7 separate regions of the Mus musculus genome follow, and all the other regions are linked to region 1. The links are chromatin contacts, called in public HiChIP or PLAC-seq and promoter capture Hi-C maps. All regions are on one chromosome and are shown on one strand. The core of a region is the stretch at or near the end of the contact, and the rest is flanking DNA. Distances in the headings are between cores, read along the strand shown.

What was found. Promoter capture Hi-C pulls out the DNA fragments that hold promoters and counts their contacts. HiChIP or PLAC-seq counts read pairs in DNA pulled down with a chosen protein or histone mark.
Region 2: a promoter capture Hi-C map of liver shows a contact between it and region 1, with 2.4 times the contacts expected there. The contact joins the promoter of Lin37 here to the promoter of Pak4 in region 1. A contact is called at or near these places in 2 of 39 promoter capture datasets (both in liver), 1 of 484 Hi-C or Micro-C datasets (B cells) and 1 of 9 other capture datasets (liver).
Region 3: a contact with region 1 is called in a promoter capture Hi-C map of liver, with 2.5 times the contacts expected there. The contact joins the promoter of Syne4 here to the promoter of Pak4 in region 1. A contact is called at or near these places in 4 of 39 promoter capture datasets (cranial neural crest, hippocampal neurons and liver).
Region 4: a contact with region 1 is called in an H3K27ac HiChIP or PLAC-seq map of microglia, with 12 times the contacts expected there. The contact joins the promoter of Polr2i here to the promoter of Pak4 in region 1. A contact is called at or near these places in 4 of 39 promoter capture datasets (cranial neural crest, hippocampal neurons and liver) and 1 of 115 datasets of contacts at active chromatin or transcription factors (microglia).
Region 5: a promoter capture Hi-C map of pre-B cells shows a contact between it and region 1, with 2.6 times the contacts expected there. The contact joins the promoter of Numbl here to the promoter of Pak4 in region 1. A contact is called at or near these places in 2 of 39 promoter capture datasets (frontonasal cranial neural crest and pre-B cells).
Region 6: a contact with region 1 is called in a promoter capture Hi-C map of pre-B cells, with 3 times the contacts expected there. The contact joins the promoter of Thap8 here to the promoter of Pak4 in region 1. A contact is called at or near these places in 4 of 39 promoter capture datasets (cranial neural crest, liver and pre-B cells) and 1 of 115 datasets of contacts at active chromatin or transcription factors (astrocytes).
Region 7: a contact with region 1 is called in a promoter capture Hi-C map of second pharyngeal arch cranial neural crest. The contact joins the promoter of Kmt2b here to the promoter of Pak4 in region 1. A contact is called at or near these places in 3 of 39 promoter capture datasets (cranial neural crest, liver and second pharyngeal arch cranial neural crest).

The regions. Positions count from the first base shown.
Region 1 is chr7:28,596,926-28,599,858 of GRCm38.p6, reverse strand. Pak4 (p21 (RAC1) activated kinase 4) reads left to right here and starts at 1,675. Exons shown (of 10, transcript NM_027470.3): 1 at 1,675-1,824.
Region 2 is chr7:30,557,793-30,560,957 of GRCm38.p6, reverse strand. It overlaps Lin37 (lin-37 homolog (C. elegans)), which reads left to right and starts at 1,312. Exons shown (of 9, transcript NM_029377.2): 1 at 1,312-1,516; 2 at 3,000-3,075. The coding sequence starts at 1,483.
Region 3 is chr7:30,313,056-30,316,179 of GRCm38.p6, reverse strand. Syne4 (spectrin repeat containing, nuclear envelope family member 4) reads right to left here and starts at 1,364. Exons shown (of 8, transcript NM_153577.2): 1 at 1,094-1,364; 2 at 780-918. The coding sequence starts at 1,221. Alkbh6 (alkB homolog 6) reads right to left here. Exons shown (of 7, transcript NM_198027.3): 7 at 1,877-2,261. The coding sequence ends at 1,998.
Region 4 is chr7:30,230,534-30,233,830 of GRCm38.p6, reverse strand. Polr2i (polymerase (RNA) II (DNA directed) polypeptide I) reads right to left here and starts at 1,757. Exons shown (of 6, transcript NM_027259.1): 1 at 1,427-1,757; 2 at 1,295-1,349; 3 at 1,008-1,081; 4 at 850-924; 5 at 713-764; 6 at 444-546. The coding sequence starts at 1,485. The coding sequence ends at 484. Tbcb (tubulin folding cofactor B) reads left to right here and starts at 1,634. Exons shown (of 6, transcript NM_025548.4): 1 at 1,634-2,251; 2 at 2,562-2,705. The coding sequence starts at 2,138. Ovol3 (ovo like zinc finger 3) reads left to right here. Exons shown (of 4, transcript NM_001289817.1): 4 at 184-534. The coding sequence ends at 392.
Region 5 is chr7:27,257,476-27,260,511 of GRCm38.p6, reverse strand. Numbl (numb-like) reads right to left here and starts at 1,751. Exons shown (of 10, transcript NM_010950.2): 1 at 1,551-1,751. The coding sequence starts at 1,574. Coq8b (coenzyme Q8B) reads right to left here. Exons shown (of 15, transcript NM_133770.2): 15 at 2,563-3,036. The coding sequence ends at 2,987.
Region 6 is chr7:30,278,425-30,281,791 of GRCm38.p6, reverse strand. Thap8 (THAP domain containing 8) reads right to left here and starts at 1,698. Exons shown (of 3, transcript NR_144498.1): 1 at 1,312-1,698; 2 at 1,093-1,184. It overlaps Wdr62 (WD repeat domain 62), which reads left to right and starts at 1,382. Exons shown (of 33, transcript NM_146186.4): 1 at 1,382-1,636. The coding sequence starts at 1,460.
Region 7 is chr7:30,587,366-30,590,424 of GRCm38.p6, reverse strand. Kmt2b (lysine (K)-specific methyltransferase 2B) reads left to right here and starts at 1,699. Exons shown (of 37, transcript NM_029274.2): 1 at 1,699-2,070. The coding sequence starts at 1,708. Zbtb32 (zinc finger and BTB domain containing 32) reads left to right here. Exons shown (of 6, transcript NM_021397.2): 5 at 1-69; 6 at 218-744. The coding sequence ends at 495. It overlaps Gm32082 (a long non-coding RNA gene), which reads right to left and starts at 1,646. Exons shown (of 3, transcript XR_003946734.1): 1 at 1,106-1,646; 2 at 820-906; 3 at 66-211. Mir3569 (microRNA 3569) reads right to left here and starts at 1,045; the gene lies at 988-1,045.

The DNA of each region.
Region 1 (2,933 bases), core at 426-2,925:
TCCCATCCCTCCACTCCTTCCAGTTCTCCCCATAAATCGTTTTTTTAAGATATATATTTCAGACCATTCTTCCAGGCATGGTAAGGAGACACGTGCCTGTAATCCCAGTGCTAAAAGACTCTCTTAGTGCATCGGAGGCCTTGAGTTCAAGTGGACATAAGCTGAAGGGAGAGATAGGGATGATGGGGAGAAAAGAAGGCAAGCAGAGACCTGAACCGCAGCCCTTCATTCATTCTTGGTTTGCACATGTTAACAGAATGCCTGCGGTGTGCCTGGCAGTGTGCAGGTGAAGCACACAGGCAAGCATCATTTAAGTGAATCTTTGGAGGGTGGAATTACCTTTTAGTCAGCCACCCCTTTTATAAATATGTACTGAGCATTTACATACCAATAATATCAAGGCTCTGGCTACGAGCAAAAAGCATAGTTCAAGGTCAGCCTGGGCTACGTCCTGAGACCCTGTCTCACGAAACCAAAACCAGCCAGCCAAACACAAAACCACAGGCGGCAAAGGAAAGGAAGCTTTGCCAGAAGCTGGCAAAGGATTTAATAGCACAAGGTAGGACATTTTGCCCCTTAGAGAACATAATGTTTGAGGAAAAACCCAAAGGAACCCTGGGAGTCAGGAGGATGCTTAAAGAAGAGAATCTTCCAGACAGAAGAAAAAGCCCGTGAAAAGAACCAGAGAAAGCCTGTTTGGGAAAACCTGTAGCCTCAGTCTCCCAAGGGGCTCAGCTGGGGAAAGCATTTGCCTAGAATTCTCTAGGGCCGGGGACTTCCCTAGTACTACTGCTTGCCTGTCCTGTATAAAAGCCCTAAGTTCAGTGTCTGATACCCAAATAAACAAATAAAACCCTCAAAATCCTTGATGAGAAAGCATTTTTAAATTTTTCAGTAAGACCTAATGAACCCATAGGTGGAAGGGTGTATTAGTTTATGGGCTTTGTTTCCGCTGTGTTTTCCATTTTGATTAATTTAAAAACACTTAATTACACTTATCCCTCTATTTTATGTCTATGGCTCTCTTGTGGAGGCTACAGATCAACTCCTGGGAATCAGTTCTACCGTGTGGGTCCAGGAGATCAAACTTCAGGCTCGGCAACAAGCGCCTTCTATCCACTGATGCATCTCACACACTCGTGATTGACTGACTTAAAAAAAAAAAAACTTATTTAAAAGATTAAGATCAAATAGTGTCAGATTTCCAGATTCGGACAGAGCTTCATTCAAAACTTGCTTTCAGTAGTCATAAACCAACTAGCATCCTATTAGCTTGTTTACCTGTAAAATGGGTGTTACAACAACAGGGTTGTGTTAACAGTTTACAGCAGAACTAGTCGCGTGCTAACAAAGGCATAATAAGTGCTTAAGAACTGTTTCTGGCCTTTATGTTCTCGTATTCCACTTTACTTTTTTGGGAGCCCGTGGGACTCTGCCACGCGAAAGTCGTTATTTCCCCTTTAAGAGGCGGAGTGGGCGGGGAGTCAACGATCCCGCACCTTTTCAAAACTTCCCAATCTCTGCTCTTCATTCTCCACCTAGCGGTCTCCGATTGGGCCACTCGCACCAATCAGTGGTTTTAGGGAACCCTGCCCGGCTCGCTGCCCCGCCTCCGAGTAGGCCCCGCCCATCACCCGGTCAGCTCCGTTGCCATGGGGACTAGTGGGCGGCGAGGAGTAGGGGAGGCCCCGGATGTTCATTGGGGATTCAACATGGCGGCGGCAGTAGCCGCGGCGGCGGCGGCGCGAGACCGCTGAGGGCGGTACGCGGGCACAGAGTTCTGGGCCAGGCAGCTAGGCCGCGAGCGACCGCGGCGCCAAGCCGGTAGGTTAGGGGGTTACCGTGCAAGGGGTTTGTGGCTGGGGGCGGGTGGGTCTGGGCACGCGCCGTGGGAGAGCGGTTATTCGGAAGGGGGCGGGGCCGGTCGGGTCAAAGTTCACTCTTGGAGGGGAGGGTCGCGTGGAAAAGGGTCGCGGGCCCAAAAATGAGGGAAAGGGGAGGGGACTGTCGCGACCAGTGGTTAGACCGGTGGAGGGGGCGTGGCCGGGTTTGAAATTTGTGCAAAGTTTGGAATACTAAGTGGGGGCGCATAGGAGGGGCTCGGAACGGGTCTCATAAAAGGGGGCGCTCAGAGTAACTTAAGAAGAGGGTGTGTCTGTCAGGGCTGGAGGTCACAACCTAGAGAAGTGGGCGGCTGCCCGGTCAAAGATTTAAAAGCCTCAACCGGAGGAGGAGGAGGAGGTGCTTGAGTTTTAGGTTTTGGGGGGGTGTCTGAGACAGCCCTTAGGTAGAAGGTACGAAGATAAAAATCTGACGGGTGAAGATGTTCTGGGAGGGCCAGAAACTAAAAACTCAAGTGGGGCACGTGCGGTGAGGAGGGGGACCAGGGACATCTAACAGAGCCTTCGAAAGTGTGTCCTGGTGTGTGTGGTGGGAGGAGAAGGGGAGCCCCTTCCCACTGATAATGAAGGCCACACACTGATAAAACACTGATGATAGGCTGGGCTTCCCTCTCCGCGTTAAAGCTCTGTGTATGTACTCATTTAGCGCGCAGTACAGCATCACTGGAGCCAAAGCTGTTATTAAGAAGCTAAGTGATTTGCCCCAGGTCAGCTAATGAAGTAAGGTGAGCAGCTGGGATTCCAGCTCCGGAGCTCTGTCCCAGAGTGCTTCTGTCTCCTGCTGCCTTTCACAAAATCTTGGTGCTGGTAAATGTTTAACGAGAGAGCGCGAGCGAGAGAGCGCGAGCGAGAGAGCGCGAGCGAGCGAGCGCACCGTGTATGCCTGGTCTTGTTTCATCCCTTATCTTGTGAGATGGGTGAGTTGGGTGTTAGAGAACACCCCTGTTTTCCAGGTAGAAAAAGTAATGCCAAGAAAGCTTTGTTAAGAGAAAGGAGCTTTGGTCTGCTACCTGCCACAGGGTCCACTTCCCA
Region 2 (3,165 bases), core at 63-2,562, 2.0 Mb before region 1:
ATGGTTGTTAGACACCATGTGAATCCCCTTAACTACTGCGCTCAACAAGTGAGCAAGCCCTTTCTCTGGCATCTTGATCTTCTCATTTAAAATTTCATGGCCAGTCAGTGGTGGTGCACGTCTTTTATCCCAGCACTTGGGAGGCAGAGGCAGGCAGATTTCTGAGTTCGAGGCCAGCCTGGTCTACAAAGTGAGTTCCAGGACAGCCAGGGCTACACAGAGAAACCCTGTCTCAAAAATAAATAAATAAATATTTCATGATTTTGGTGGCTTATGTCTGAAACCACAGCACTTGGGAAGCAGAGGCATGGTGGATTTCTGTGACTTCCAGGCCAGCTGGGGTTTGTAGTGATACCCTGTGTCAACATAATTTCAGCAAAGAGTCTAGTGAGATAACTCAATGGTAGGGACACTTGCTGCCAGTCATGACCTGCGTTTGATCCTCAAATCCTGTAAGTGATCTGACTGCTACAGGTGTGCCCCACCCCCCAATAAGTTAAGAAAAGCATATACCCAACAGGTTGTTGTGTTAATCACACACTGGGGAGGCTGAGGCAGGAGGCCTTCCGGGAGTTCAGAGACAGCTTGGGTCACATACATAATGAGCTTCAGGCTAGACTGAGCCAGAGTGAGGCAATAAATAAATAATGATAAAGTCTCAGTCCCCACTTTGATGTTCCCTATTGAGTATTTTTACATATTTGTGTGTTCCCATTACATTTCACTTAGAATTTTTGGCTTGTTTATTGACTATCGTCTATCCTCTACACGATAAGACACATTCTCAGCAAGGATTTTTGCCTGTTTTGCTCGTTAAAGCGTCCTCACTATGTGGATGAGTACCCAGCGCTTTTAGTATTTAAATGAAAGAGAGTTAGCTGAGAAATACACCTAGCGAGCTCTCTGTCAGAAAGGATCCAGTCCGTCTCCAGAATGATCTTCCTGTGAAGGATGTCAGTGACTATGATAGTTACTTAGGAGCTGGAAATAGGTTTAGTGGCAATACTAAAATATAACACTACAAATCCCGAAAAGCCTTGGGATGTCTGAGTCTTTGCTTCCCATAGTGCTCCTTGCGGCGCAGGCGCATTACCTCCGTCTTGAGCCTCGGAAGTTTGAATCACAACCCCCACCTCCGCCCCCCAGGTGCCTGGCTTGTCGTTGGTTTGTTTCCGGATACAGGGCCTCGGGAAGGTGGAGCCTAAGGCTGGGAGCCAATAGTACAGGCTGTCAATTGGCCAGCAAATGAAATTGACGTTTTCATCAACTAGTGGGAAAAAGCAGTTGCCAAAGGGTCCCGCCTACAGAAGGGGAAGAAGGGAAGTGGCCGCCAAGGCAGTCGCGGCTGGACAGTGCTCAGGCCCGAGGACCAGTGGTGCCCAGACTTACCTTTGACCTTTCCCTGCCCGCCTTCCGCCTAGCTTTTGAACCACACCTCCTCCAAGTTTTTCTGATCCAGCGCATTAGACCTGCACCCAAATCATGTTCCCGGTAAAGGTGAAAGTGGAGAAATCAGGTGAGGACTGGGGATCCAGGAGAGATATGTTAATAGTGAAAAAGCGGAGTACGCGACATCTCTCTGCAGCCCATATGACAGGATCCTCTAAAAAGGGTCCTTTTCTTTTTCTACCTCACTTTCCCCATTTCTGACAGTGGGCATGAGTCATCAATTGTGGAGTGTCCCTGAATCAATCCTCACTGGCTGTGCATTCCAATAACGCTAGGGTGTAGGGTGATAAATAGACAAGGTGGGAGGAGTGGCAGGGTGTAGGAAGGAAGCGGGCAGCAGAGCAGCTAGGGCGACTGCAGCCGTGAGGAAACGGAGGCAGAGAGATGGGAGGGGAGGAGGACAGATCTGTGGGTTCTGGGAAGGGACTTTCGACTTTTCCTTTGAGGGAAGTGGGTAGTCTAGGGAGGTTTTTGAAGAAGGAGTGAGTTGGTAAAGGTACACCCCAAAGTGCAAAAAAACAAACAAACAACAACAACAAAGCTTGAGTGGACATCCTCAGAGATGCAGTGAGTGGAGAGAGGGCTGTTCGTGTTGGCAGCTGCCTTTATTCCCAGGGCATGGAGAACAGAGACAAACGGATCTCTGAAGTCAAGGCCAGTTTGACCTACTTAGCAAACAACATGCCAACCCAAGGCTATATAGTGAAGAACTGGGGGTGGGAGGAGAGAAATATATATAGTGGAGGGAGCCTCACTACAACTATGCAGGTAGGACAAGGGTGGGTTTGGAAACGCCAGACTGAGTACAGACCCCATTTTCTGGAGTCAGGATTGAAGACTCCTTGAGGGTTCTGTGCTGGAGAAGATCAAAGCCACGTTGTGTTGTCTGTCTGTCTTTGTATTTTTTCTTTCTTTTGCTTATTGTTTGAGAGAGGATCTTTCATTGCTGAGGCTGACCTTGAAACTCTTGATCCTCCTACCTCAGCCTCCAGAGTGCTGGGATAGCAGACATATGCTATTATGCCCAGTAGGCTTGGCTTTCTTTTAGGAAGGTTCTTTTGTCTGCATTATAAAAGGAGGTGGATCAGAAAAGATGACAGAGGCTAGGCGCTGGGTGGGAGGAAAAGGCGAGGTAGGGAGGGGATATATTGACAGACTCCCACAAGCCAAGTGAGCTGAGACTGGGGCTGGGAAAGGAGTGCCCACAGCGAGTCAGGAGCCTGTGGGCCAGCTAGTCACGCCTCATGGGAGAATCCAGGGAGTGGAGTGGGTTTCGAGGAGACCTCAGTGGGAATACCCTAAGGGCTGTCCATGGAAGGTGTCCAGATCCTAGATTCCTGAGTAGGTGTTGGAGAGAAAGAGCAGTGGTAGCAGCTGTGCCCTTGGCCCCGCCTAAGGCTCTGTCACCCTGGTTCTGTCTTTAGTTGGTCTCTCCACTGAGTGGCACTAAAGCTGCTTTCCAAGTAACTGGACCAGACAGGACGTAGGATCGCCTCCCACGGCGAATGTGGGAGGCGCACACAGAGCTGATTCCTACCTTCTACCCTCAGAGATGGAGATGGCCAAAGCCCGGAACCAGCTGGATGCCGTTCTTCAGTGTCTGCTGGAGAAGAGTCACATGGACAGGTTGGAACCTGGTCCAGCCTGGGGAACCACAGGGTGGGAGCTGTTTGGACTGACTCTGATTGTTGGAGGGGGGATGTGGATGGGAGGCTG
Region 3 (3,124 bases), core at 115-2,614, 1.7 Mb before region 1:
CCTACTCCCAAGCAGGCTGCTGCCTTGTGGATGTTTCTCTGAAGCCACACCCATTCGAGAACCAACATTTGGGCTGCTCCCACTTGGCAGCCCTTTACACCAAGGCTGAAGACATCTAATTTAAGATTTCCAGGTTCCCGAGCCTTCTAGAAAGGTCTTTATATGGGTCTAAACTAGGAAGGATAATGGAGCAGAGTACCCCCAAAAGGAATGGGGTTATTAATAAAATTCTCATTTCCTACTTGGTAAAACGTGGAAATATGTCCAGCTTGGAGATGATAAAATGTAACTCCAGTTCTCTGAGGCAAGAGAACTGAAAGTTCAAGGGCAGCCTGAGCTACACAGTGAAAGCATATCTCAAATAAGGAGGTCGGGGGAACCGGGGAGATGGCTCAGTTGATAAAATGTTTGCTGTACAAGCAAGTGCTCAAAGAACCAAGCATGTGGCACCGGCTGGTCAGTGACTGGAGGCAGATTCGTGGCGCTCACTCACCAGCCACCCTAGCCAGGTTCAATGGGAGACTCTGTCACATAGTGGAAAGTGACTGAGAGACACTGGCACCGGCACGCATGATGTGCCTGTATCCCTGCTCACACTTAGGCACACAGAGTAAATACACAAAACGATTAAAAATAAGTGAAATACTGATTGGCAACCAGATGTCCTTACGGTGTCCCTTCCTCCACAGCACCCCCCAGAATCATATCATCTGAGCAAGGGGCAGATTCCGGGGGACAGACAGGAAGTGGGACTGGAACAGAGGGTGTGCTCAGCTCACCTCACAGGGCTTGCCCCCGTCTTGATGCTCATGGGAAGAGGCCAGGGGGAGTCTTGAGGGGCTGGTGGCAGACTCAGTGCTCTTCAGTTCACCCATGCAATGCTCAGGCAGGCCCAAGGAGGCCTGGACCTGCTCTGGCCTAGAGAGGAGAAAGGTTGATGGGCCACCTGTGAGGCACAGTGTCTCCTTTTCCACCTCACCATATGCCCACTTTTCTCCATGTCCTTCTTCAGTCAGTCACACATGGCCCTTCCCACAGACCCCTCCCTCCCTCCCTCCCTCCTTCGGAACCACTATCAAGCCCCAGTCCCCACCTGCTTGTCTCTTCCTCAGGTGCAGGGCAGATGGTCCCTCCGACAACATCCAGCTCTCTAGGAGCTGCCAGGGGACAATTCACAGGCTCTGGCGGGAATTCACGGCCAAGAGGTGGAACCAGGGCCATGGCCGTGCACTTGGGGATCGTCAGGTGAGGATGTCCAGTAACAGCAGCCGCTTTCTTAGACAGTCCAGACCCCCATGCTTTCTCAGCAGGACTCACAGCCTAAGTCCGAGGCTACTGAGGGGCCCAGGGGCCAGCCTAGCTCCACCCCTTCCTGGAAGAACCTGGACTAGAGAAATCTGATGCCTGGCTGAGGTGCGGAGGCATTTAACTCCTTCCTCCCCAGCAGGAGAACCTAAACCTTCCAATACCACCCGCTCGCCATCGTGGGGCTTTGAGAGAAAACGTCACCCATCTCAAGACCTTGGATCCTGTCACCTTCAGGGACACCTGTGTCTCAGGGCCCGTCCCATTCATTTAAAGTCTCAGGTATAAGGATACTGAAAAAAAGTCCCAGCACCTGGCAGCTAAAGCCTGTCACCTCAGGCAAGCTGGTCTCAAGTTCAAGGCCAGCCTAGGCAACTTATGGAAGCCCTATTGCAAAACTAAAAAATAATGCAATTGTTGCCTGGGTTGTAGTTTAGTGGTACAGCATTTGTCTAGCATCCAAGAAGCCCTAGGTTCTATCTCCAGTATTGAAGGGGGAGGGGGGGGCAGAGAGAAAGAAACTGAAGTATCTCTTCCCATCTAGTTAAAAAAAAAAAAATCCAAAACGAGTAAAGGTATTTTCTGTTTATTTGGAATGGTGTCTTCTCCATGGTTTCCATAGTTACTGGGGAAATAAATAACCCTGGACAGCTACCTCTGCCCTAGGGTTCCAAGGTCTTAGAACCTGGTGGTCACTTGCTCAGCAGGAGGCTGGCGCGCAGCACACGGGGCACGCGGCGAATGGTCAGTGAGACACGGGTGCCGCGCACCAGGTGGGCTCCGGGCAGCGCTGACTTGCAAGCGGTGGCATTGGGTGGCAGCGAGGTGGCGTCCAGCTCATCCACACGGGTAGCTGAGATGCCGTGGAGCAGGCGTGTGTAAGCTGTGCCCCGGAGCACCAGCAGGCTCCGTGGTTCCACCAGCAGCGAGGTGATGGGCCGTTGAGGAGGCCTGGGCTGCGGGAATCAGTTGATAATGGTAAATGGATATCCAGAGTTTGGGAGTGTGTGAAAAGTCAGCGGGCATCCGTAGCTGGTCAGGGGACAAGGGTCAGCAGGCCCTCAGGAGTGGTAATCTATAGGTTCTGGGGACAAGACTATTGGCCCGCCGTGTGTGTGTGTGTGTGTGTGTGTGTGTGTGTGTGTGTGTGTCCAGTTCTTTGGGAGGAGACAGGGCCTATGCTGCATTTTAAGACATAAAGGGCTACTACATTGTGGGAGCTTCAGCTGGCATCTGAGGGGCTGGGACAGACATGGGCAGTCCTAGGGATACTTACGCAGAGCTAATCTGGGGGTGCACTGCTGGGGTCAGGCTCTAATACAGAGGTTAAAGGGAATGGCCTATCCCGGGACTCTGGCTGTTAGGGAGGCTTTACTCAGGAATGGTATTACAGCAAGCCTGCCTGGGTAGAAGAGATGGAAAAGACGGAACTTTAGGGAGTGGAGCTAACATCTGGCCAGGGTGTTCGGAGAGTTGGAGGAAGACTCTATGAACACTGGGGTATCAAGAATGCATGACTTAAGAGCTAGCAGTCAGAGATAAGGGTGTCCCCAAAAGAGCCGTGTGAGGTTAAGGGGAATCTAGAGGTGATAGAGCATATGACTAGAGTTTCAGGACGCTGGTATTAAGGTGCCCTGTACAGTCTAGGAGGACACAGGGGCACACATGAGTGAATGACACAGTGGGATATCTTGAGGATGTCAAGAATATGCATTGGAGCCAGGCACGGGGGCACACGCTTACAACGCTGGCACTGGGAGGATGGGACAGAAAGATGGCAAACGTGAGGCCAGCCTGGGCTACATACATCTGTTCACAA
Region 4 (3,297 bases), core at 508-3,007, 1.6 Mb before region 1:
ACGCTTCCTGTTGAGGGATGGAGGAGACACATGGCCTGGCTCCTGTTGCCTTAAGCAGAAGTAGCAGATGGCTAGTGGACCACAAACATAAGTGTCTGCCTAGCTAGGAATAAAGATAGGGAGTGGCAAGGCCAGAAGCCTACGCTCCAAGGCCGCCATCGCCCTCTCTGCTCATCTTAACAGGAATACGGCCATTCCGCTGCGGAGCCTGTGGGAAAGCTTTCACCCAGCGCTGTTCCCTGGAAGCTCACCTTGCCAAGGTGCACGGGCAGCCAGCCAGCTACGCTTACCGGGAGCGCAGGGAGAAGCTGCACGTGTGTGAAGACTGTGGCTTCACCAGCTCTCGGCCGGATGCTTATGCGCAGCACCGCACCCTACACCGCACGACCTGATAAGACTGGCTGCTCCCTACCCACGAGAGAAATAAACACGGGAAACACTAGTGTAGAAACTGGCATTTATTACAGGTGGAAGAAGGAACGATCACTCAGTCCAGCGGTGGCCGCAGTGTGGGGCAGTGCAAACATAGTACAGGCGCATGGCGTCCTAGCAATAAGAACGTTCAGTCAGGGTCTGGACCCAGAGGATAGTGTGAGGACCAAAAGAAACGATCAAAGAAACTTTCCCAATCTTGATTTGAGTAAACAGGATCAACCCAAAACTGGCGTGTCCCCCCCACCCCTACCCCCCCAAGCACCCAGCCGCCACTCACCTCAGCTCGGGCACTGTGTGACTGAAAGAACACTGCCTCCTTGTGGCCACACCTGAGGGAATGGTTCAGTTACTAAACCGCGAAAGACCTCTCTGTGCACAGCCACTCCTCTTTCCCTATGCCAGCTGCGTACTCACTTCTGGCACGGGTGGTCCTCCGTCCGGGGCAACGTGGGGTCCTGGGACACGTCTGCGATGATCTGGGTCAGCTCGCTGCAGGCATAGGGAAGTAATTAGCGGTCAGGCCGGGTGTCCTAAGAGGTGACCCGTGCCCCAAGCGAGGTCCCGCCACTCACTCCACTTCGTGCGTGATTTTGTTGACGTAGATGCAGCTGTTGTCGGCTTCCTGCTGGTAATCGCAATTCCGGCACTGCAGACGGGAGAGCATGTGGGAGGAGTGTCACAAACAGATCAGATCTCCAACAAGACTGGACAGGAAGGCAGGGTGTTCCCAAGGAGGGCATGGACAACATGGGAGAGAGGGTGTGCTGAGGGGTAGTCAAGAGGCGAAAGCGTGGGGGAGCCAGCAGGGAGCGCGCAGGGAAGGCGTGAACCCGCGGGCGAGAGGGTTGCCGGTACTCACCGCGTACAGCAGAATGCGATTTTCCTTGTCCTCCTTGGGGTACAGCATGTTATTACTGTGGGGAGGGGAGGTCAGAGGTCAGCCCTGGAGCCAGTCCTCACTGCCTTCCCACACCTACTGCCCGGGCCTCACCATTCCTGGCAGAACCGAATACCCACGAAGCCAGGCTCGTACGTCCCGTCGGGTTCCATAGCGACTGGGCTGCTGAGCCTTCTGCGCTTGCGCGGGCGCGCTACGGAACGCGGGAAGGGTCGCACACCGAAGCTGCACCAAACTAGGGCGATGCTGCGCGCATGCGCGGGTTCCTTATTTTTTTATTTTTTTTATTTTTTTTTTTATGGATGTCTGGCTGACGGCTTGCGTCGATCCTTTGATACCCTCTGCTACTCACTCCCGATTTCGGAACCTGCTTCCCAACTCCGAGTGGAATGGATCTAGGACAAGGGCTGGGACTATGATGCGCGATGTCATCCGCAAGGCGCTGAGCGTGAACGAGAGAATCCGCTGCTCTCTTCTTGGCCCAAGGCCAGTGCACATGCGCCGAACTTACACTCGGCGGACCGGGACAACTCCAGCCATTCTTCCCGGCTTCGGCCTCCTCCCGCCCTCCTCTCCTGCTTCCCGTGCACGGAAGGCCTCTCGGGATTGGTTGGACGTACCCGAGAATCCGCCTGTCCGTGGAGAAAGAACAGCAGCGATTGGCTGGCCATGTTAGGTGGAGAACTTGCATTGGTCAGCTCCAGAACAAGGGGCGGGACCTATATCCCAGAAGCAGCGGCGGCCACTGCGGAGCCGGTGTGAGACGGCTGAACCGCACCGCGGGCCACTCCGGGGCGCAGCGAGATGGAGGTGACGGGGATATCGGCGCCCACCGTGATGGTTTTCATCAGCAGCTCCCTCAACAGCTTCCGTTCGGAGAAGCGATACAGTCGTAGCCTCACCATCGCAGAGTTCAAGGTGTGGCCGTGGGGGCGGGGTCCGGAGGGGCGGGGCAAAGAAAAGGGAGTAGGGGGCTGAAAACTAGTGGGCGAACCTGGAGGGAAGGTTGCAGAGACTGACAGCCAGCCTCCCAGGCCTGGGAGCCCCGGAGAACAGAGTCCACCGAGTAGGGGCAGGACCCGGGAAAAATCAGACACTCCAGAGAGCCGAGGGGGCGGGTCCAGAAGGAACTGGTCCAAGGTGGGTCTTTTTGGAACTTGTTTGTTGATCAAAGTCTGAAGATGAGGCCTCTGACAGCCTTTCTCCTCATCTTGCCTCTTTACTGCAGTGTAAACTGGAGCTGGTGGTGGGCAGCCCTGCTTCCTGCATGGAACTGGAGCTATATGGAGCAGACGACAAGTTCTACAGCAAGTTGGATCAGGAGGATGCACTGCTGGGCTCCTATCCTGTGGATGACGGCTGTCGCATCCATGTGAGGACACCCTTTCCCGGGACCCGCCCCACATTCATTCACTAATTTATTTCTTCAACAAATACCATGTTTTGCCCAGTGTGATAACCAGTATAGGCTCTAGCCACATGGAAGCCCCAGTTCAGCCTGGTCAGAAGCAGACATTCAGTAGACAGTGACAAACCAGAGTTGTCTGAACTGGCTTAGGGGGAGGGAGCTCACGGGAAATTCATCAGAGGTACCAGGCTTTACCTGGGGATATCTGAAGAGGCTTCCTTGAGGAATGGGTATTTGAGCTGATATCTAGAGAATGTTCCATGGAGAGGACAAAAGTATAACACTGTAAAGAACTGAGGTGAGCCATCAAGTTCTGGCCCGATTGAGAGCAGCAAGAACACAGAAGGCCTCTGTGTGTATCAGCTCACATCATTCTGCCCTCAGCCTCTCCCCACCTTCCCTACTCATTCCCTCCCTGCTAAACTCTGTCCATTCCTTTTTCCAAATCTTTACTGAAGGTGTCATCCACCACCGTGGCCTATGGTGGGCCCAACACACCTGTAATCTCAGCATTCAGGAGGAGTTAGGAGGCAAGCCTAAGAGAAGCAGTGGGACT
Region 5 (3,036 bases), core at 502-3,001, 1.3 Mb after region 1:
GTCAGATTCGCAACTCAAATCACACACAGGAGGCTGTAGTGCACACTCGGTGTCACACGGCTAGGTGGACAGTCACTTATGCAACCCCAGTCACATACACAGACATGGCAAGGAACACACAACCACCGTCATATACACTGCCTTCCCAGAGGTCCAGCCCCACAGGCACGATGTGACTTCAAATACAATGGCAGTCGCACACCCAGAGTCGCAATGAACACAGTACAAAAATCAGACATAAGCACAACATTGTGTCACACATGGTCAGAGTCACAATTCTACTTACACACAGTTACAGCTCCACCCACATCTTCAGTCAGCCACACAGAAGTCCAACCTCAAACCCAACACAGATGTTGACACATACCAAGGTACATACACACAGGGTCTCACAAAAAGACATATGCATATCTATTTAAACACAGTCTAAAAAGTACAGGAGTCTGAACAGTGAACGGCTGCCATCACATCCACGGTCACACACACACACACACACACACACACACCAGACATCACCACATCCAACCACAAGCATGCAGGCAGACAACGCAGGATACCTCATCCTTGCCAGCTGTAATGCAAGCACACACACAGCTACAGTCACACAAACACCAGATCACACTTCTAGCCACATCCCCAACCCTTACACACACACACACACACACACACACACACACAACCACACAAAGCCGCTGGTCACCACAGAGGCTACAGACAGGTTTCCACCCGTCTCTGGGGAGCCGCCCCCAGCCCAGGCTGAATCCTGGAGCCTGGGGGGCAAGGGAAAGCTGAGCATTGTCTCCGGGTGGGGCCTCTCTTAGACGCTGAGCAGCCCTAGGGACAAAAGGGGTGGCCTAGGAGACCAATGTCTTGAGACCCCTGACTAAGCATGGGGTGGAGGTGGGGTAGGGGAATGCCTGAAATTCTCCTTATTTTATTCACGCTGGGGTGGAGTTTCAGACACAGAGACCTTGTTCTGAGAAGGGGATTTGCCTGGGACACCGCCCAAGGGCTTGGGGGGACAGGCTGGATCCAGGACCCCAGGGAGTAGACAGTACTTGGAAACCGCCCCCCCATCCCCCAGAGCCTTAGCCTTGGCAGCTCTATCCAGGGACTTCATCTTCAAGACATCGCCCAGGGGGCTGTTGTGCTCAAAGAAACCCTCTAGCAGGGAAGAGTACTGATTTTGTCTGGAATCGGCTCAGTTAAGGCCTCAGCTTGATAAAGGGGACCGTATCCGGACCCTGAACGCCAAACCTTGCCCAGGGAGTTTTACCTAGAATTTATGTAGCCCTGTCCATGATTTGGGGGGAATCTGTATTCCAGGATCCCTATTTTCAGGGCCTTCGCAGAGATGGCCTGTGCTGGACCAGACCCCAGTCTGGCAGGTTTGGGATTGCCAGGAACCTGTTCCCGGACCCCCACCCAGGACCACCCTTTCCAGCCTTGGCATCTTCTCTCCATCCGGGCGCTGCTGCCGCCTCCCACCCTTCGCCACATCAGCAGCGGCGCCGCCCCCGGCCCGAGCCCCCCGAGCCCGCCCTTCTCACGCTGGCCGCCGCGCTGCGGGACATCCAGGGCCCGGGCGCCCCCGCCTCCCGCGGCCCCGGTTGGGCCCGGCTTCCCGAGTGCTGCTGCTGCTGTGGTGGCGGCGGCTCGGTCTGACGCGGGCCCGGCCCGGGGCCGGCGGCTGGTGCGGGATGCAAGCGCGCGAGCCAGCTCGGCTCCCGGGAGGATTCCGTTCCGGGGGCGGGGGAGCATCCCTCCCTCGGCGCCCCGCCCCGACCCCGCCCATTGGCCCGCCGCCTGCTGTATATGCAAAAGATAACCCCGCCCTCCCGCAGACCACGCCCCCACATAAACACTACCGGGTCTCCTCCCAAGCAAAGGCCGGCCCGCCCCGCCCCTTGGTCTGGCCTTGCGGGAACCTGCACGCATCCCTAGAGGAGTGCCTCTCAGGTTGAGGCGCAGGTTCTATTTGCTTCCATAACCCCTGACCTCAGATCCCCTATGGTTCTGCTTCTGAAGAATTGCTTTGGGAGGCGCCTCGTCCTCAAATCTTGCTTAACCCCACGGTTCTCCCAGCCCGGCGGGGGCGGGCAGAAGCGGTGACGAGGCACTTTTTGCAGGCGAGGGGAGGGGAGAGGAGGGGAAGGAAAAGAAACAGACCCTGGAGTCCTGGAGGGAGATCACTCTGGCTTGCGAGAAGTGGGCATTGGGTTAGACCAGGTCCTAGTTCTGGACTCAGCTGCACCCCTACCCCTGTCCTGTAGGTTTGGCAGAGCAGCTGTTAGGGGCATTAGGGCCCATTAGCAAAGGCGAGGTTGTCAGGAACAGGAGGGAGCCTGAAGCTGGGGGGTGGGGGGGGGGGCGAGTATGTGATAGAAGGGTACTTCTCAGCTGCCACAGCCCTTGGAGCAGGTGGTCAGCACGTGGGGGGGGGGGCGGAGGAGGTTCCCTGCAACAGATGGCCCTAGACAAGGGGGTGGGGTGGGGGGTCTGGCCATCTGCACCTGGAGCTGCCTGTGAGCTCCTCCCCCTTAGCACAGAGAGAAAAGAACTGGGGGCAGGGAAAGGGTGCCTTTATTCGGAGGAAAGGATCAGCACCCACCCCCACCCTCCAATACACAGGCTGGAACCCGGGAAGAAGGCAGCTGGTAGAGGAGCAAGGGAGGCAAAGGTGAGGACCGCCCCCAACAGCCACCATCTCCCCTGCAGATCCTGGAAGACCTGGGGCCGAGGGGCGTCTCCTTCACATGAGAGTGGACCCAAGGCTCACTTAGATGGTGGCAGGATTCTGCTGGCTCCTAGCCTCAGAATTCAAGGTTGCTCACTTAGGATCAGGGAGCTAACTCCAGGGGCCCAAAGATCCAAGGCAAGAAACTAGGTTCTGGAGACCAAGAAAGAGGAGGAGGGGACTGCCTGCTGTGGAGCTGGTATCCCTGGATGGAATCTGTCATGGTGGGGTCGGCAGGGAGGTCCCTAGTCAGGAGGCTGCTGGCAGCGGCAGTGTCTGGCGACTGGCCCAGTAGCGGT
Region 6 (3,367 bases), core at 449-2,948, 1.7 Mb before region 1:
GGACCTCTGGAAAAGCAGTCAGTGCTCTTAACCATTAAGCCATCTCTCCAACCTTGAACTGTTATGTCTTAACTACTAAAAACTTAGGAGAAGGCCAACCACGCTGCAGCTCTCCCTGCACCTACTTATCAGATCATTATGCCTTTTCCCCCTATATAAACTGGCCCCGGAAATGTTTAGGGTTGTAGCTTACAGTTCCGAGTCTGGGTGATCAATCAGTTGGGTTTTTTTGTTGTTGCTGGTTTTTGTTTTTTGGGGGTTTTTTTTGGGTGGGGGGAGTTTCAATAAACCAGTCCTGTTTAACTGAGATCGGTTTTTAAGCGGTTTGTGCGACGCTTCCCAAACCCCAACAGACTTCTGGGCTAAAAATCAAACCCTTCCAACAAACATTTGATGGACAATAGTATGTGTTAGGCATTAGTCTAGCAACCTAGGAATAACAGGAAATGGGATAAAATTTGTTGGCTTCAGGGAGGGGCTGACATTCTAGTGGTGGGGACACCGTTGCATACCTCAACCTGTGATGCCCCAGAAAACCGTTTAAAGAGAAAAATAAGCCAAAAAATGAACAGGGAGAATGATGTGTGTGCACATCCCTCTCACCCCTTCCGCTCCCAAGGTAGCAATGAACTATCTACAGCTTCATAGCAGTAGCTCCCAAGACTCAAAGCTGGACCAACCCCGCCCCTCCCAGGGCCACGCCCCATGTTCGAATCTCCCAGGCCAATTGTCCCTGCCCAGGCGCCCCAAAGTGTTGGAGCCCTAATGTACTTATGTGTAGCTGTCCTACCCTGGCCAGTCCTGCCCAGTCAGCAATAACACTTGAGTCTGGGCCAAACCCTGTCCGGGTCCCCGAGCAATCCATCCGCCTCACGTCATCCCAGGGAAGAGCAACACTGCAACACGTGACAGGGGAAACTGAGGGCGCATGCGTACAAAATGTTCCTCGTGCTACCGCGGCTACGCCCCAATCACGGGATGGAGAGCAGCTGGCTACAATCTTCGCAATCCTAAACCTCACTATTTGTATAGGCAAGAGTAGGGCGGTGTTGTTCCCGACCCCAAGCCCACGGCTCTTTGGCTTCACCCTACCCCTATATCCATGAGACTGGTACAGCTTGAATAACTTCCCGGGACTGTTGCAAAAGACAGGATGAGCTCCATCAAAGTTAAAAGCTGTGTGTCTATGAACAGAGAAAGCACAGGTTAGTAGAGAAACCCAGCCAGACTCAGTAAGCAGTGAAATAGACAGGCCCTGGCCCCACCTTCCTTTAGCTCCGCCTCTTATCTCCCATTGGGCAATGAGCCTACCCGGAAGCTTTGTGATTGGCCAGCCGGGGTGCCGGCTGCGTCCAATGGGCGGTGGCGCCGGCTTTCCCGCGGCCATTCGCTATTCGAGTGGGTGCTGGCTACAGGCGGCTGTTAAGAAGCGTAACGGACACTGGTCTCCGACAGCATGATGGCTGCCTTAGCGGCCGGAGGTTATACGCGGAGTGACACGATAGAAAAGCTGTCCTCTGTCATGGCGGGAGTTCCGGCGCGGAGAAACCAGTCCTCCCCGCCTCCTGCCCCACCGCTCTGCCTCCGGCGGCGGACGCGACTCGCGGCGGCTCCCGAGGACACTGTGCAGAACCGGGTGAGAGGCTGGTCGTCCTGTTTACCCAACTCCGGGCTTCTCTGCCACCTTGGTCCCGCCTCGGGGCCTCGGTCCCTCCCATCGCTTCTTTATTTGCTCCCTCAGGCGGCTTCCCAGGCCCGCCTGGTCCGGAAGCCCCGCCCCCTTGGCAGAGGCTTTCCCCCTGCGTTCCTGCTGGCTTCAGGGTTTGGTGCTGCCCATCTTTCTGGCTCCACTTAGAGTTGGCACATTGCTTTATTTTAGTTCTAACTCCCGGGAAATGGTTTTGCATTTACAAATCATCTCTAATATCACTTTACTGTTCAGTGAGTGACCTAAGACACTTATCCCTTTCATTCCAGTGTGTCTTTGATTTTATTGGAATAGGGCTGGGGACCACTGCAGCCACCAGTGTGCTGTATCGGAGTCTGAGCGAGAGGCTGGCCTGTTGGCTCTTGCCACGCCTCCTCTGTAGCGCCTCGGGGTAAGGTGTGCTCTTCCAGGCCCCTATTTGGTTAACATTCCCCTGGTTTTGTTGTTGTTATATTGTTGTGGGTTTTGTTGTTGTTGTTATATTGTTGTGGTTTTTTTGTTTTTTGTTTTTGTTGTTTGTTTTTTCCTTTTGAGACAGGATTTCTTTGTGACTGAATTCATTCTGTAGACCAGCAGGCTGGCTGTGAGCTCTGAGATCTACCTTTCTGCCTCCGGAGTACTTGCCTGGCTTATTTGCGTAACATTTCTTGGTCTTCCTTCCTTTTTCTGTTCCTGATTTCTTTCCTGTTCCTTCACTAGAACTGATTTTTATCTACTTACGGCTTAAAATTATGGAGAATGTAAAAATCTTAGCACTGCTGCCTGGGGAGCAGGGTGTACAAAACAGTTCCACAAAATTTGAGTCACAGAAAGAAATGACTTTGGGTAGAAGGAATGCTATTAGTAAAACTTTTTTTTTTTTTTTTTTTGGTCAGGGTTTCTCCGTGTAGCCTTGGCTGACCTGGAACTGGCTGTGTAGACCAGACTGGCTGAGGTCAACTTTTGAGAGTTCATTCTCCCAGAGTCAGCTTTGGCCCCAAGGGCTTTTACCTACGGAGCTATTGGCTACTAGTCTAGAGGCAGTGGGACCTGGGAGAATGGAGTCATAAATGAGGCAAGCTAAAGTCTCCTGTAGTAGCCAACTTTAGTCTGAGCAGCAGACAGTTTGTACCCTGAGGGTTAAGAGGAGTCACAAGGACAAGTGACACACATGGCAAAAACATGTTTTTCCATCGAGACATATAAAGAAATAACAATACTTAGTGTAATGAATAATCTGAAATAGACTCACTCCTATCTCCTACACCTGGAGGGGCACAAAACCAGGAACAATTCAGTTCTGTGTTTTTGAAGAAACTGAGATCATGAGATTCTTGGCTTGGTTTCTTGGAGTTTTCTTACAAGCACCCAAATCTCACAGGGGTCCATTCTTGGACCATGTTCTGACACTGAGCTACCTCTCTGGCCCCAAAGCAACAGGTTTTTGTTTTCCTGTTTGCTTTTAAGGTTTATTTATTCTTATGTGTATGTGTTTTGCCTATGAGGGTGCCTGGTGCCCCAGGAGTCCAAAAGAGGACCTTCTTGGGTCCTCTGGAAGTGGAGCTACAGATGGACAAGCAAGTGCACTTGTTAACTGCTGAGCCATCTTTCCAAACCCCACTCCCCAGCAACACTTTTAAGAGTGGTTCTCTAGTCATCGCCTGAACACACAAATCTTAG
Region 7 (3,059 bases), core at 450-2,949, 2.0 Mb before region 1:
CTTGCTCTGTGTGTGGAAAGAGGTTTTCACTCAAGCATCAGATGGAGACACATTACCGAGTCCACACAGGTATGGGCATCCTGCCCAGTGTGAATTTATCTTTTTCGTTTCCATCGCCGGCCTGCCAGCTCCTCCCTTGCCCTATTGCTCGACGCACCCCTAGCTTGGAGAGCCTTCGCCCATTTCTTCCTTCTCTGGCTTTCTCCTCCACCTGTAGGAGAGAAGCCCTTCTCCTGTAGCCTCTGTCCTCAGCGCTCCCGGGATTTCTCTGCCATGACCAAGCACCTGAGGACACATGGGGCTGCTCCCTATCGATGCCCTCTGTGCAGGGCTGGCTGCCCTAGCCTGGCCTCCATGCAGGCGCACATGCGTGGCCACTCGCCCAGCCGGCTGCCGCCTGGATGGACCATACGCTCCACCTTCCTCTACTCTTCCTCGAGGCCGACCCGGGCCTCCAGCTCTCCCGGTAGTCCTACCTCCTCTGCTGCCACCTGACCGGGTGTTGGTAGCTTCTCTGGCTTGACAAAGAGTCCAAAGAATGAAAGGCAGAAGGGCTCAGCTAGGGCGGCCTGGCAAATTTAACCACAGAAGAACTGCGAGACAGGAGCTACGAACCCTTCCGGGACAAGCGAGTTGCAGAAGCCTCGGCCTGGCGAGCCCGAGTTAAAGGACAATTAACTCGGTGAAGATTAACTGGGGACTGTCAATTTCATCACTATAATAAAGTTTCCTGTGCTCCAGTCAGGACGAGTCCAGACTTTTCCTCTGTGCTAGGGGGTTTCCACCCTTGCCCTGTAGCGGCCCCTGCTGGCCATTCACCATTCAATAAACAGAGGGTCACACTTCTCCTTCCGGGGGGCTTCGTATAATTCCCGAGGGCAGCACGCGGCAAAGGCGCTCCAGACCCTGCGGGAGAGGAAAGGTGGCTTTGAGGCGCCCCAAGACTCTGGTTCCTCCCACAGCAATCTACCGCGCGCGTAGTCTAGGGCTGGAGAGGAGCGCAGACTGAGGTCCGGATTTCGACCACCGGTCTGCTCTCCTCCGAGTAAGGGACGGAAGACTAGCCTCTCCAGCATCTCCCCTCCGCGCCGGGCAATGCGGCTACCGGGTTGCGCCTGGAAGTGAGACTAATCCAGCGCCGCCGCCCTCCCCTCAGCCAACGCCTAGCGCAATAGCTAACTTCGTCTACTGTGTGTCCGTCGGGTTCCCAGGGTCCGAAGCCAACGGTACCCTGGGAAGGACCCTGGGAATGGTAGTCCATGCAGGTCGCTAGTTCCGACTAGAACAATGGGAGGAGTCTGAGCCGGGAACCACACCTCCTGGAGACCAGGAACTGGTTCTCCTGGTCTCTGTCGCCAACCCGGTATTCCCAGTTCTCGCGCCCCAGCTGTCGGCGGAAGGAGCAAGGCGACTGGACTACATTCCCCAGAAGACCTTGCGCCTCCCGCTCTCAGGCCGCGACGCGGGGTCCGCTCTTCAGGTGCGGCTGGAGGGTGACGGCCGACCGGCCCAGGACTCCTGCTCCCGTGGTGCCCCGCGCGTGGCCAGCCCAGCCCCCGGCTCCTGCCCGCCCCACAGCGGCGCTGGTTGTTGTCGTGAGCCGCAGCCGCCCCGCTTTGCCCCTCCTCCCCTCCTCTCCCCTCCCCCCCGGCCCTGCGCACGGGCTGCCCCTCCCCCCGCCTCCCCGGCCCCTCTCACGGTGCCAAGATGGCGGCGGCGGCGGGCGGCGGCAGTTGCCCCGGGCCTGGCTCCGCACGGGGCCGCTTCCCGGGCCGGCCGCGGGGTTCCGGCGGGGGCGGGGGCCGCGGCGGCCGAGGCAACGGAGCCGAAAGAGTGCGGGTAGCCCTGCGGCGCGGTGGCGGCGCGGCGGGGCCGGGAGGAGCCGAGCCCGGGGAGGACACGGCCCTGCTCCGTTTGCTGGGTCTTCGCCGGGGCCTGCGCCGGCTCCGCCGCCTGTGGGCTGGTGCGCGAGTTCAGCGAGGCCGAGGCCGCGGCCGGGGACGGGGCTGGGGCCCGAACCGAGGCTGCATGCCGGAGGAAGAGAGCAGTGACGGGGAATCCGAGGAGGAGGTGAGGCGGTCGGAGGTGTCTCTAGCGCCGGGTAGGGCGGAGGCCAGGGGCTTGCAGGGCTCCGGATAGCTCCGAAGGGTGTTGTGGACAAGTGGGATTCTCGGGGCTCCTGGAAAGAAGCACGAAGGAAGCAGGCTGCGTGGAGCGTTTGGGTAGCTAGGGCCTTTGAAAGTGATCAGAGAAACCCTGACTGCAGCTAGACGCCTGGAGCCCAATTGGTGTCCTGAGCTGATCTTTCGCGGTAGCAATGGCAGAGCAGGACAGGAGTGGGTGAAGAGGCCATAGGGATTGCATGCCGGACCAGCGGTGGTTGACAGCAGCAGCGTGGCCTTAATTGACCAAGGCTAGAGAGCCTCCTGGGCTCTTACTTGCAGGCTGCCTCCTTGGCCCTTAAAATCCGCGACATATCCCTGCCCTGGTTCCACCAGGGCCCCAGTTGCTCTCTGGTTCTAAGGTAGAGTGGTGGAGGCTTCTTAGGCGCGGGTTGAAGAGGGATAGAATGAATGCTGAGTCTTGAATCTGGAGTGAGTGCAGTCATGGTTTATCCCTCTCAGCCTTTTGGAGAAGGCAGGAGGGTGTGGATTCTATTGCTTAGGAGAGCTAGCTGTCCTCTGAGGGCTCAGAGTGGATTCTAATATGATAAACCATCTGCTCCACCTCTCATCTCCCCCAAACACTCCCCATTTTTAAGAATGCCCTGCAAGGGTGTAAATGGAGGACCTACTTTGTTTTAAGTTGGAATTAGCCCTCATTGTAATGCCTATTGCTTAACTCGAGGAGACCCTCTAGTGTTTTCTTCTGGGCTAGTGAATTACTGATGGCTGTGCTGGAATGGTCTGGTTCAAGAACGCCTTGTACCTTTATTCCTTCTGACCTTGCCTCAGTCTTTTAAGTTCTTTGGTAAATGAGGAGGAGTATGTTAAGGTGGACGATAACTATCATATCTGCAACACCTGAAGCCCAGATGGAACCAGGGCTTTGGTACTGAC